Linked DNA regions of Canis lupus: region 2 is linked to region 1. A link is a contact called in public Hi-C data. All regions are on one chromosome and are shown on one strand. The core of a region is the stretch at or near the end of the contact, and the rest is flanking DNA. Distances in the headings are between cores, read along the strand shown.

Evidence for each region. A called contact is a pair of places that touch in the nucleus more often than the background predicts.
Region 2: a contact with region 1 is called in a Hi-C map of amygdala, with 6 times the contacts expected there. The contact joins the promoter of SPRY2 here to the enhancer-like site in region 1. A contact is called at or near these places in 2 of 9 Hi-C or Micro-C datasets (amygdala and skin fibroblasts).

What each region holds. Positions count from the first base shown.
Region 1 is chr22:33,168,438-33,173,990 of UU_Cfam_GSD_1.0, forward strand. The region is part of intron 2 of LOC119865142 (a long non-coding RNA gene); the gene reads right to left. Among named protein-coding and RNA genes, the nearest start is that of SPRY2, 300 kb to the right of the region's middle. Within about 2 kb of position 3,439, at least 4 of the 20 cell types and tissues checked have an H3K27ac peak or open chromatin away from gene starts, as enhancers often do.
Region 2 is chr22:33,466,021-33,471,573 of UU_Cfam_GSD_1.0, forward strand. SPRY2 (protein sprouty homolog 2) reads right to left here and starts at 3,196. Exons shown (of 2, transcript XM_038569857.1): 1 at 2,770-3,196.

The DNA.
Region 1 (5,553 bases), core at 2,189-4,688:
ATTTTCCTTGTATTCAAAGAAACCATTGTAAAAATAGTAATGTTAGGGCTTCTCCTTGAAGGAAGAGAACTACATCCTTTCCTCCAGCCTCTGAGCAGACAAGGCATTGATTATCACAGTTTGGGGTATCTTGAACTTCTAAGAAGGCCTGAGTTCTGGGATGTGGCCCCTCCTTTAAAATACAGATAGCTTTGCTGTGTTTCATGGTCACAGGATACATACTGCTCTGGTCACCTGCTCTGTGAACACCTGCCTTTATTTATGAGAGAGAACACGGACAAAAGGAAGTTGGAGGGGCATAAATCTGTCCCCAAAACTTGAAAGCATCACGAAGCATGTGTGCTTTGCAGATATCTGTCGGTCAGTGCTTCTTTATGTGGTCCCAAGTTCTCACATTTCTGTTTGCATTATGTGTTTTTAAAGATAAAAGAAGTAATGGGTACTTGGAGATTGCCGACATTCTTCCGAGAATGCCTCCATTACATAAAAGGCTTCTTCACTGGTTCTTCGTTAAAGTTGTGTGATATAATAGTCACGTACTGTGGATCTGAAGAAGTGGATTTCAGTCCCATTCTCCAGACTGTGTTTGGCTACAACATGGACAGCTTTGCCTGAACCAGAGGGTCAAGCCAGATACATCAAGGGAGCAAGTGTCTACTTGTTTCCCCTCTTCAAAAAATCTCTGTGGTTTCACCTCATAAGTGGCAATCCCAAGGACAGATTCAGGGTTTGTTTGGGTCTTTGGATCTTATAAATTGGGGGACTCTCTCAAGAGATTTATTTCTAATTGCTGTCTGCTATACCATGTTAACTATAGTATAGAGATGGTAGTGATGGTAGAGATATTAGATTCATTCCACTGCTCTAGAGAACTGTGCTTTTCTAGTGTTTTCTCTGGCCTGGTAACCCCGAGGGGCATATCCCTCAGAAGATACACCTGTGGGGCACCCGAGTGGCTCAGTGGTTGAGTGTCTGCCTTTGGCTCAGGTCATGATCCCAGGGTCCTAGGATAGAGTCCCGTATCAGGTTCCTTTCAGGGAGCCTGCTCTCCCTCTGCCTGTGTCTCTGCCTCTCTGTGTGTGTCTCTCATGAATAAATAAATAAAATCTAAAAAAGAAGAAGAAGAAGAAGAAGAAGAAGAAGAAGAAGAAGAAGAAGAAGAAGAAGAAGAAGAAGAAGAAGATATAACCATGTGTGAGTGGAAAGTCAGGCATGGCTGTGGCTACGTAGCATTGCCTAGAGGCAACAATAGCCTCATCTTACCCTGCTTTTGTCATGAACACTTCTGCATCCTGTGTTAGACTTGGTCACAGAGATTTGGCTGGCTGTTTCTAGCCTGCAAGCCCATTTTCCATCCTGTGGTAAGCCCTGGCAAGAAGCCAGGTGGCTTAGGTACCCTCATGGGCACATGAGAGGCTTCTCTGCTACTCACCCTCCTCTATTAATACCTCAGGGTCTAATCCAGAAAGTCACATTGAGAGCTCTGTGGTGGCCTCCACAGCACACTCAGACACCCACCTGGAGGTGCATTCCAGGTGAAGTAATAGTTTCTGGGAACCTAATCCTGTTACATGTATTTTTTTCTGAAAAGAATTATCTCCAATTTTACATTATAACAAGTAGTCATTTAAGTGTTATTGGAATAACCTCTGCCTGCAGATTCTCCCACAGATATTTCCCACAACTGTTTTTTTCTTTTTTATTCTAGAGAGAGAAGGAACTGGGAAAAAAATCCAAATTATTAGAAAGAAAATAGCAAATTACCCAAACCAGATATTAATTTCTTATGGGTCTGCCCTTCTTTCCATGAATAACAGTTTTATGTTTTTTTAGGGCACAAGCTTACACATTTTTCTGTAGTTCTTGCTTCCCCCCTCCCCTTCAACTCTTAATATTGATGCTTATACCATGGTTGTTTTAACAATTTGCTTTACAAACTGATTACTTAGTCCTGGGGTTCCTTTCCAAGACTCCAAAAACAAGAATAATAAAAGTTTTGGAGGGGGGAAGATCAGGGGAAACAGTAATATTTTTAAATTATAAATAGTACAGCTATTTGTTTTGAAATGGCCTTAAATTGGACAATAAGATGACATACGCATATGCATGTCACTATCACTCACTGAATCAACTTATTAAAGTAATAACAATGAAAACGCTTGGACTTTTGGAGATCTGCACCAAGCCTTCCTAGACGAGCAGTTTGAAGGGATCCCCGCTGTCTCTGGAGCTGCGGTGCGCCCATCAGCAAACTGAGCAGCTCTTCATACTTCACAGCGTGAGCACCCCAGTGACTGCGGACAACCACTGTCTGCAGCTTTGCCTGTGGGATATTCTGTTAAAGGTCAAGTCCATAAAGTGGAAACCCGGCTGGTAGGAAAATAAATTTCTGAAAATAATTTCTGTCACTCTAAAAAAGAAACCATTAATTCCGAGCTTTCCACTCTTTCTGATTCTGTTGGCCACTAGGACCTCAGGTCTCTTCCCCGGTGTGGCACTTTCTGTCCTCACATCCCATTGGTTTTGTTCCCTTATTAAAACACTTCCTCTGACCCATCTTATGATTACCTCACATTAAAACAATCTGACTTGTGTATACTTTGGGATTTCATGATTTCTCTCATCTAGATTTTTCACACCTAGAACACAAAATGGACAAATCCATTATGGTTATCGGGGCTTTGTTTTGGTTTTCTGCTTTTGTTTTTGTTTTAGTAATCTAGTTGTTTGGATTATTTTCTAATAGTCTGAAAAAGCTGCTTATCACTACATTTTCCTATGTTATAAAGACACGTAAAACTGAGGAAAGAATATCGAGTTTTTCTTTGTTGTTATCAGGCACTACAGGCTTCTGCAGAGTTTTCCGTGCTGAACTACTCTTTGATTTGCGAGCAAAAGTTTAAAAGGCTAAAAAGGGGGAAATTGGTTCAATATTTCAGGCACAATGAAACATTTCTTTTGTCACTTTATTTCCCTGCTCTATTAATTTGTGGTTACTCACCTTCTCCTCAGAGATCCCCAGGGAACCCCAAATCTGACTCTCTATGATCTGGCACATGAACCCAAACATTTCTCCCAGTAAATTACATCTCACGTGTAATAAAACAAAATTGGCTTTTTTGGAACATAGAAGAATGTTTCAGGCCCCGATTGGCTACATTTAGGTTTGTTGCTCACATGCGTCCTGACGATGAGGCTCCCCGTGGCCTGTGTTGGTCTGGGAAGAAGAACGTAGGGTTCACTCACTGGCCTGAACAATGCTGGAATGTTTTTTCCCTGTCCATTCACTCAAACAATGTGCCATTCTGCACCTCATAAGCACTTGATTTATCCCAACTCTTGGGCCTGACCTGTAATCCCCCTCTCCTTACCCATCTGACCCATCTGTGTTTCATTTCCCACTCATCAGCATCCAGAGAGCTAGGCCCAGACCCTGTTTGGAACCATTAGACAGAGATTGGCACTCTTCCCTCTGCCTGCACCACATCCTCCGCTGGAAAAAAAAATGACCATCAGATCAGAGAACAGAGCCTGCTTTGTCCCCTGCAACGGGGATCTGGAAGCATTTTCAATCATTTGCACTCTATACCCACTCAAACGCATTAATGTGATCAACATTGGGCCTGTTGTGGGCATTTTTTCCAGCAAATAGCTTGCTAACATTCCAGGCATGTACTCCCCCGAAAACAAGACTGAGACAGGGCCCTGAATATTCAATTGGAAAATCACCAACAGCAAAAGCTTAGCTTGGCACGGCTGGTGTTGATTCTTAATAAGTGACTTCCTAAAGCCGAGGCATGGGGCTTACAGCGTCAATGACTTGTTTGAAAAATATTTTGTAGGTGCCTCATACCACTCTATTTCCTGTGGTATGCGTCATATTGTGAGCTATTCCAAGCCAGCTTGGTTAAGCACGCTAACTTTTTTCCCCCCCAAGATTGTGGTGTTTAACTAAAAATGTCTTTATACAAGATGAGCTCATAGCTATTAGTGCTGATGTAGTTTTAACTGCTTGGATACCCACTGCAGTTGGTTGAAAATGTGCTGAAAAAAAAAGGCAAACCTGAGCAAAAACATATCTCACCCTGCCTAAACGGGCGGACGGCAGTCCCAGTGACAGCATTTCTTCAGGGGGAGAAAGTTCCAGATTTAAGTACAATGCGTACCTTTCACTTTCATTAAAAAGACTTACTGTTCTTAGTGTATTACTGAGGTGCTGAAGACATCTGGAACATGGGAATAAAATTAACCCTTTCTATTTCTTCAGGTACTTTGTAAAACTCACCAAAGAACAGAGGTAATGATTGGAGAAAACTAGTGTATCTTGTCGACAGAGTTTCCTAAAAGGAAATGACAAGAAATCCAGAGACCGAAAATCCTGCCTCTGAGATTAAAATATTTATGAGTAAGATTTGTGTAGGGATCAAATAAAGTAATATATGGAAGATACCTTAGAATTCTAGATCTGAGGAGGAAACTAATACTGACCCATGCCTACTCTGTGCCACATACAGCCTTTGGTATTTCTGCATCCTAGAAAAAGTGTTCTTTGCAGCACTTATGATGTAGATATTCTTTTCATTTTGCAAGCAAGGAAAGAGAATTCCAAAGAGATTTGGTGAGCTTCCCAAGGTCACACAGTGATTAACTGATTAATTACAGAGGCAGGATTCAAAACTAGGTTTTCCATGAATACCAAGCTTGTGTTCTATCCTTTACCTTGCTTGCTGCTCACAGATCCAAATGGTTGCACCACTATTATTATTGTGGTTTTCTACTTGCTCAAAGAGTGTGTGTTTGCCATGGAGTGAGGGGCTAGAACAGGAGATGAATGTAAATTTATGTCATATACTCCCTTGCCTTCCTCCAGTAAATAGGTTACAGACAGCGTCTAGTTTGCGGCCCTTACCCAGTGGGTGACCAGTAGCTATTAAGTGATTAGACATTGTACATGCCATCTCTGAGTGATTTGTGTTTCTACAATAGGGCCTTTTATAACATAGAAGAGAGGGATTGAGACTCTGGACACTGCCTGGGCTGTGTTTGCCTCTCGGGGCAAATAATTTTCCTTGGTGCCAGGAGCAGCTCTGACGTGGCTGCTCTGCCCTTGTGTGGCCTGGGGCTTTGAGCTCCCAAGTGAGAGCCTGGTTGCGTCTGCCATCAAGTAGGAGTACAACAAGGTGAAGCCAAGGAGGCCAAATTGTGTGTCAGGAGATAAGGCAACCACAGATGTTCCTATTTGTAGGCCATGCAGGGGGTCAGAGAATCTCTATAGGAAATGACCAAGACCTCTGGGGGCAAGAGCTATTGGACAAATGCACTGTACAGTATTATTAAGGCAAGGAAGACCCTCTAACCCCCTCCACATTTACGAAGGCACATACTGCAGCTCTTCCCATGAAGTGGAAAAAGGGGCTTTTGTGTTGGGTATTATCTGTAAGTGTTTTGGCTTTGCCAAGCTTTCAGGCTACAGAATTACGCACTGGGACTGTGAATGGTTAGTTGATCCTTTATGACCTGATACTTAGTGTGTTATCTAAAGGAAATAACTTG
Region 2 (5,553 bases), core at 1,946-4,445, 300 kb after region 1:
AGCCATAGGATCAACGCCACACCAAAAAGTAAAAAAATTAAAGCCGGGTACTGACGATTCTTTAATCTTGCGATGTGTAGAGACACAAAGCTGATCTTGGTTCAATCACATAGGTAACGATTCCTTATTCAAATAAACATAAAATTGCAAGGTTCATGTTCAATGTGAAGGCTGCAGGAATATAACGTTAGAACAGAACACTGCTGCCAACATATGCGAAAGTTGAAAACTTTTTCAAAATCTGAGATAGGTTTAACTTTGTCGTGGGCATTTTTGCCTTAAACAGCAATAAATGCAGCCTAGAAATAGAAAGTCTTTCTTGTCTGCTTTTACATCAAATACCTTTAACTATAATTCATCCAGTATTCTGCAGCTTTTTAGAATACCGTAGAATGAATGCGACTTGCAAAAAAGCAAATACTTCGCCCCTCCAAGGAAGTTACAAATTTTACAACAGTCAAACATTATTAACTATATAGTAGCAAAAGTTTTAAATGAAACACAAATCCATTCAAATCCTGTTAGGTGTGCCAGGAACACAAACCAACCAGCAACAAGACAGAAACTTATTTTCAAATGCTCAACAACCTGAGGATCAAATACTTTACAGTTTGATAGCCTGAGAGAGTATCTTTAATTCTGCAGCTAAAAGACTGTAAAAGACTGTTCTCCCGGTTTTAGAAATAAATTATGTCAAAAATCCTAATAGTTCAGAACCTGAACTGACTGGGGATAACAGGAAGGGTTTCAAAAATTCTTGTCACGTCTCAAATCTATCATTCTGACGTGTAATCACTTAAATTGCAATCCCTCTGTAAATTTCACAACTATCATACACACACACACACACACACACACACACCCCTTTGCCAAGTCTACAATGAACAAAAACGGGCAAAAGTGGACCTTTATCCAGTCTCCGATTTTTGTTAAGAGACACAGGCAGGTGACACACGCCTCCCAACTCGGAAGAAGGTAGAGCTGGAAACCGGATCTCCCAACAGAAAGGCAGACAAGACAACGTCGATCTTTGCTTTCACTCCGTGTATCGGCTCTATCTGCGTCCCAACACCGTCCCCAGCAGGTGGGACACAGTCGGAGCCCCGGGGGACGTTTCCCCGGGGAGACTGACACAGCCCAGAGGCCAAGCTGCCCTCCCCCCAGCACACAACCTCAAGACGCACTAGAAGGCGGGGGCGGGGGCGGGGGTGGGGTGTGCGGGCGCCTCCGAAGGGGACGTGCCTGCAAACGCCGGGGCACACTCCCCCCCCCACCTCCAGGCTAACATACCCCCCACTCCAGAGAACTGCCTTCCAGCTCCAGGAGGGAGCCACCCCGGCCCCAGGCACCCAGAGGTCCCGCAGCCCACTTGCAGGTCCACCTGGCAAAGGCCAGCGAACGTCCGGCACAGGGTTCAAGCCCTGGCGCCGAAAGCCATGCCTTAGACACGCTGCCGGGACCGAGCACACAAGCCACGCACCCTGGGCGACTCTACCAGGCACTGACCCAGGGGGCACCGGCTGCAGTCTGCACACCCCATCTCCTTTCCGGCGGAGAGAAAAAAGTGAAAGGAAAGTTGCTTTTTAAAGAAAGGTCAAGTCCCAGGGCCCCACTGCACAGGGCGTGCAGGACGCAGATCCCTAGGCTGGAAACTTTCCGCCAAGATTTGCTCGCAGTGCAGAGCAGCATCTTTGAAAGGGGTGGTGGTGTGTGTGTGCGTGTGTGTGTGTGTGTGTGTGTTTAATCGAAAATGATCACTGCCCATTCCTAGCCTCCTTCGCACCCAGAGCACCCGCCGCCCACCCCCCTCGCTCCCCTACCCCCCACCCCGAAAGTGCTCAGAAACCCCCATGAAGAAGTGTGTGATCGGACTTAAGGACTAAGGGGCAAGGACTTCAGCACGAGGGTGGGGCAGACCCAGAAACCGCTTGGTAAAAACGCACAAGATTCCGAATTCAAGGCAGCAGCAGCAGCAGCAGCAGCAACAGCAACAAAAAAGTAGATCAGCCCATCAAAGTAAATTAAAAAAAACAAAAAACCAAAAAACCAAAAACCCTAACCTCTTTTGCCACCTATTTTCAGGTAATGGAAAACGATAGCGACCGCTCGAGGACTTTCTTCCTGTGCTAGGTCCGCCCAATCTTCCAAAAATAAAACAAGTGTGACCCAGGCCGACCGCGGAGAACGGAAAAAGGAGAAAGCTGCACTTCCGAACCGCAGCCCCGGCGCCCGGCAGGGGGACGCTCGCACCCGGCCCGGCCCGGCCCCCCTCCCCGGCCCCGGCCCCGGCCCCGGCCCCTGCCCAGGCTTCACCGGCGGCTCCCGCTGCCCCCGGAGGCGAGCGACTCGCGCGCCCTCCGTCCCGCTGGCGCCCCTGCCCCGGGACCCTGTCGCCCAGGGCTTGCCCCCCCCCCCCAAGAACAGGTTAGAAATGCGGGCGCCTACGGCGGGGACCTGGAACACACAAAGTGTTCCGCCTCCGTCTCCCGCTCTCCGCGCCGACTCCGCGGCCGCCCCAACCCCCCAGAGCGCGGGCGCCTGGGGTCCTGGGGCTGCGGACGCCCGACCCCGCGCGCTGCAGCCCCCGCCGAGCCAGGCCGGGCCCGGGGCCGGGCAGCTCCCCGGGGTCCCCGCCGGGAACCTGCGGGGCTGGAGAAACGGAGGCCTGAGTGGAGACGGACCCCTCTCCGGGTCCGGCTGCACCTACTCCATGTTGCCCACAACGCGCCGGCCAAGGCGCCAGGAGGGGAAGAGCCAAACGTGCCTCACCGTGATCGCGGCTTTGCACCAACCCCTCTCCGTTGGATTCGCTGCCTCCTGCGATGTGCAAATAAAATCCAGCCCCGATGCAAACTCCCCCCCCTCCCCCCCGCCTTCTTTCCAAACTCTGCTTCGCTCCAAGTTCCGAGCAATCGGCGGGAGGAAAAAAAAGGAGAGGAAAATCCGGAGCCAAGTCCCCAGCCGATGAGCAGCAAGCACTCACTCCGGGGCTCGCGGCTGGGGGCGACCCCCCTTCTAGAAACGCACGCGGAGTATTTCCTTTTTCTCAATGAACTGGAGGCCGAAGCGCCAACGGCTAGTCTCCTTTCCCGGCGGACGAGCGAAGGGGAAAAAGAAAGCCGCCTCGGAGAGAGTCTAAAGCCAGATGGCCAAGCGGTGCGGCGGCGGCCGGGCGGAGGCGGAGGCGGAGGCGGAGGCGGAGGCGGAGGCGGCGCGGGGGCGCGGGCCGGGCCGGGCGGGCGCGGGCGCGGGCGCGGGGGCCTGGGCGCTGCGCGCTCCGCCGGCCCCTCTGCTCGGCTCGCGCTGCGCCGCGCGGCTCTCAGCGCTGCAGACTGGGCGTTGTGGAGGCGCGGCGGCGAGGCCGAGGCGGGGGCGGCGGGGGCGCGGGGGGCGGGGGGGCGGGGGGGCGGGGGGGGCGGGTCTGGGGCCCGGCCGGGGGGGCTCGCCGTTGGCCTGCGCCCTCGTCTTTCCGGAGGCAGCGAGCTCTGCGGCGGCCGCGGCAGCAGTAAATGGCGTCATGTGGATCCGAGGCGGAACAGAGCAGTTGTTGTCCCAGAGGATATATCGCATCCGGTCCCAGCTCATTGGCTCCGCGGGGCTACATTCACTCACACTTCAGCGCCCGCCAGCGCTCCGAGCCGCAGGAGGCATTCAAAAGGGCAACCGCGCCGCCCCGCGCGTCCCCAGGCCGGTCCTGCCGCCCGGGCGCCGGCGCGCGGGGCGCCCGCGGGGCCGCGCCGGGCACGGCGGCTCACTCTGCCTAGTTGCACGGAAACCCCGACCCGAAGGTTTCCCCGGAGGCCGCGAGGACGAGCCGCGGGCTCGGACCCGACCTGGGGCACTTTCTCCTCGCCCCTGGGAAAGGGGGAGGGGAAGGGAACGGCCAAGCCCGACCCGGGCCACGCAGTGCTGTGCTGGCACGAAAACAACGAGGTGCAGGTTCTGAGAGTTTCCTCGGGATCCGCTCTCCGGCCCACCTCTCTCCCCTTTTCGGTTCCCCCTCGAGGGGGCGACGCGGAGAGGAGCGGGGGGAGGGGAAGGGGAGCGGGAAGTGAGGTGGGAGGGCTGTTGGTTTATTCTTTGTCTCCTGGATTAACCCGATTATACACCAGGCACCAGCGCAAGCCGCCTCCCCCGCCTCGCAGCCGCGGACCGGAGGCGCGGAATGCAGCTTCGGGGCTCCAGCACTTTGTGCCCCGACCGAGACTGGCCATTGATGGACTCACTCTGTAGTTTTCAGTTTAGTGTCGGATTTTATTTATTTATTTATTTATTTATTTATTTATTTATTTATTTATTTATTTATTATTCATGTATGTATGTATGTATGTATTTATTCCACGGAGACTTAGCTAAGCGATGGAAGATCTGCTGTTGGACGCACTAGCTGAAGGGAACTCTGCGGTCGGAGCCTTTTTAAAAATTCGTTAATCACCTACACGGGGACTCAAGGTCGACACGCCGGGCTCCTGAAACGGTCCGGGGCTCGCTGTTCCCGGCAGAGTCCCTCCGCTTAGCCAAAAGGCCGCCGTCATTTCTGACTCGCCCTTGTCACCTAGAGCATTTCCCAAGAAGCTCCTGTTTTTGTACGTTTCGAAGGTGGTCTGTATGCTCCCACTTTAAAAAAAAAAAAAAAAAAGGAGAAATAAGATAGAAAACGCGTAGGTACGCAGGGCTCTAACTGCCGTTCATTTACTTAAGAAACGTGCTTGCACGTGGGCGCACCGGTGGGAAATGACCCCCCCCCCAACACACACACACACACACACACACTCCTGATGCTCCTGGATTCTAATAATTTACGGACTGTTTCCACTTTGCAGGGAAGTACGGCCAAGCCTCCCGAACAGCACCTGCCCTCGTGCGGGGTGAGGGTTCTTGCAATAGCGCGGGGAAGGCGCGCTGCCTTCTTCTGCAGAACCGGGGGCAGCTCCAGCTCACACCCGTTTGCAGCTACTCCGGCACTCGCTGCCGTGTCTAGACCGCCCCGGGCGCGCTCCCCGCCGCGCTGCGCTCTCGCCCTGCCTTCTCCATGTTTCTCTAGGGCTCTCCCCACTCGCCCTGGGTTTGGAACAAGAGATGGCAGGGGAAGTGGCATGCGTGATTTCCGGGTGTTGGCCTACGCCCCCCGCCCCCCACCCCCCACCCCTCGGTGAGGGTGCACGAGGCTAGGTCGGCCCGCTCCGGCGTGTCCCTGGGGCTGAGGGCAAGGGACTAACTACCCGGCCTCTCCCCGGCCCGGGCAGCTCGCCCGACGCCCAGGTCCTTTGAGCTTCGGGGTGAACGCGGGCGCCGCTGCGTTTACGGCCCGTGCGGCCACCAGGGGGCGCCCGCCCGGCGCGGGGTCGGGGCCCGGGCGGCCTCCTATCCACCCCAGGACCGGGCGAGTTCAGGCCGGGGAGCTTCAAGTGTGCATTAGGCCGGCTGGTTCACGATGATCGAGGACAGCCAGCTTGCCCTGCCACCTCCTGGGACGCATTCCGTTTGGAATCCGAGAGGAGGTCCCGAGGCTCGAGAGAACCCCGGCGCTGCGCAATGGGGAGGAGGTGGGGG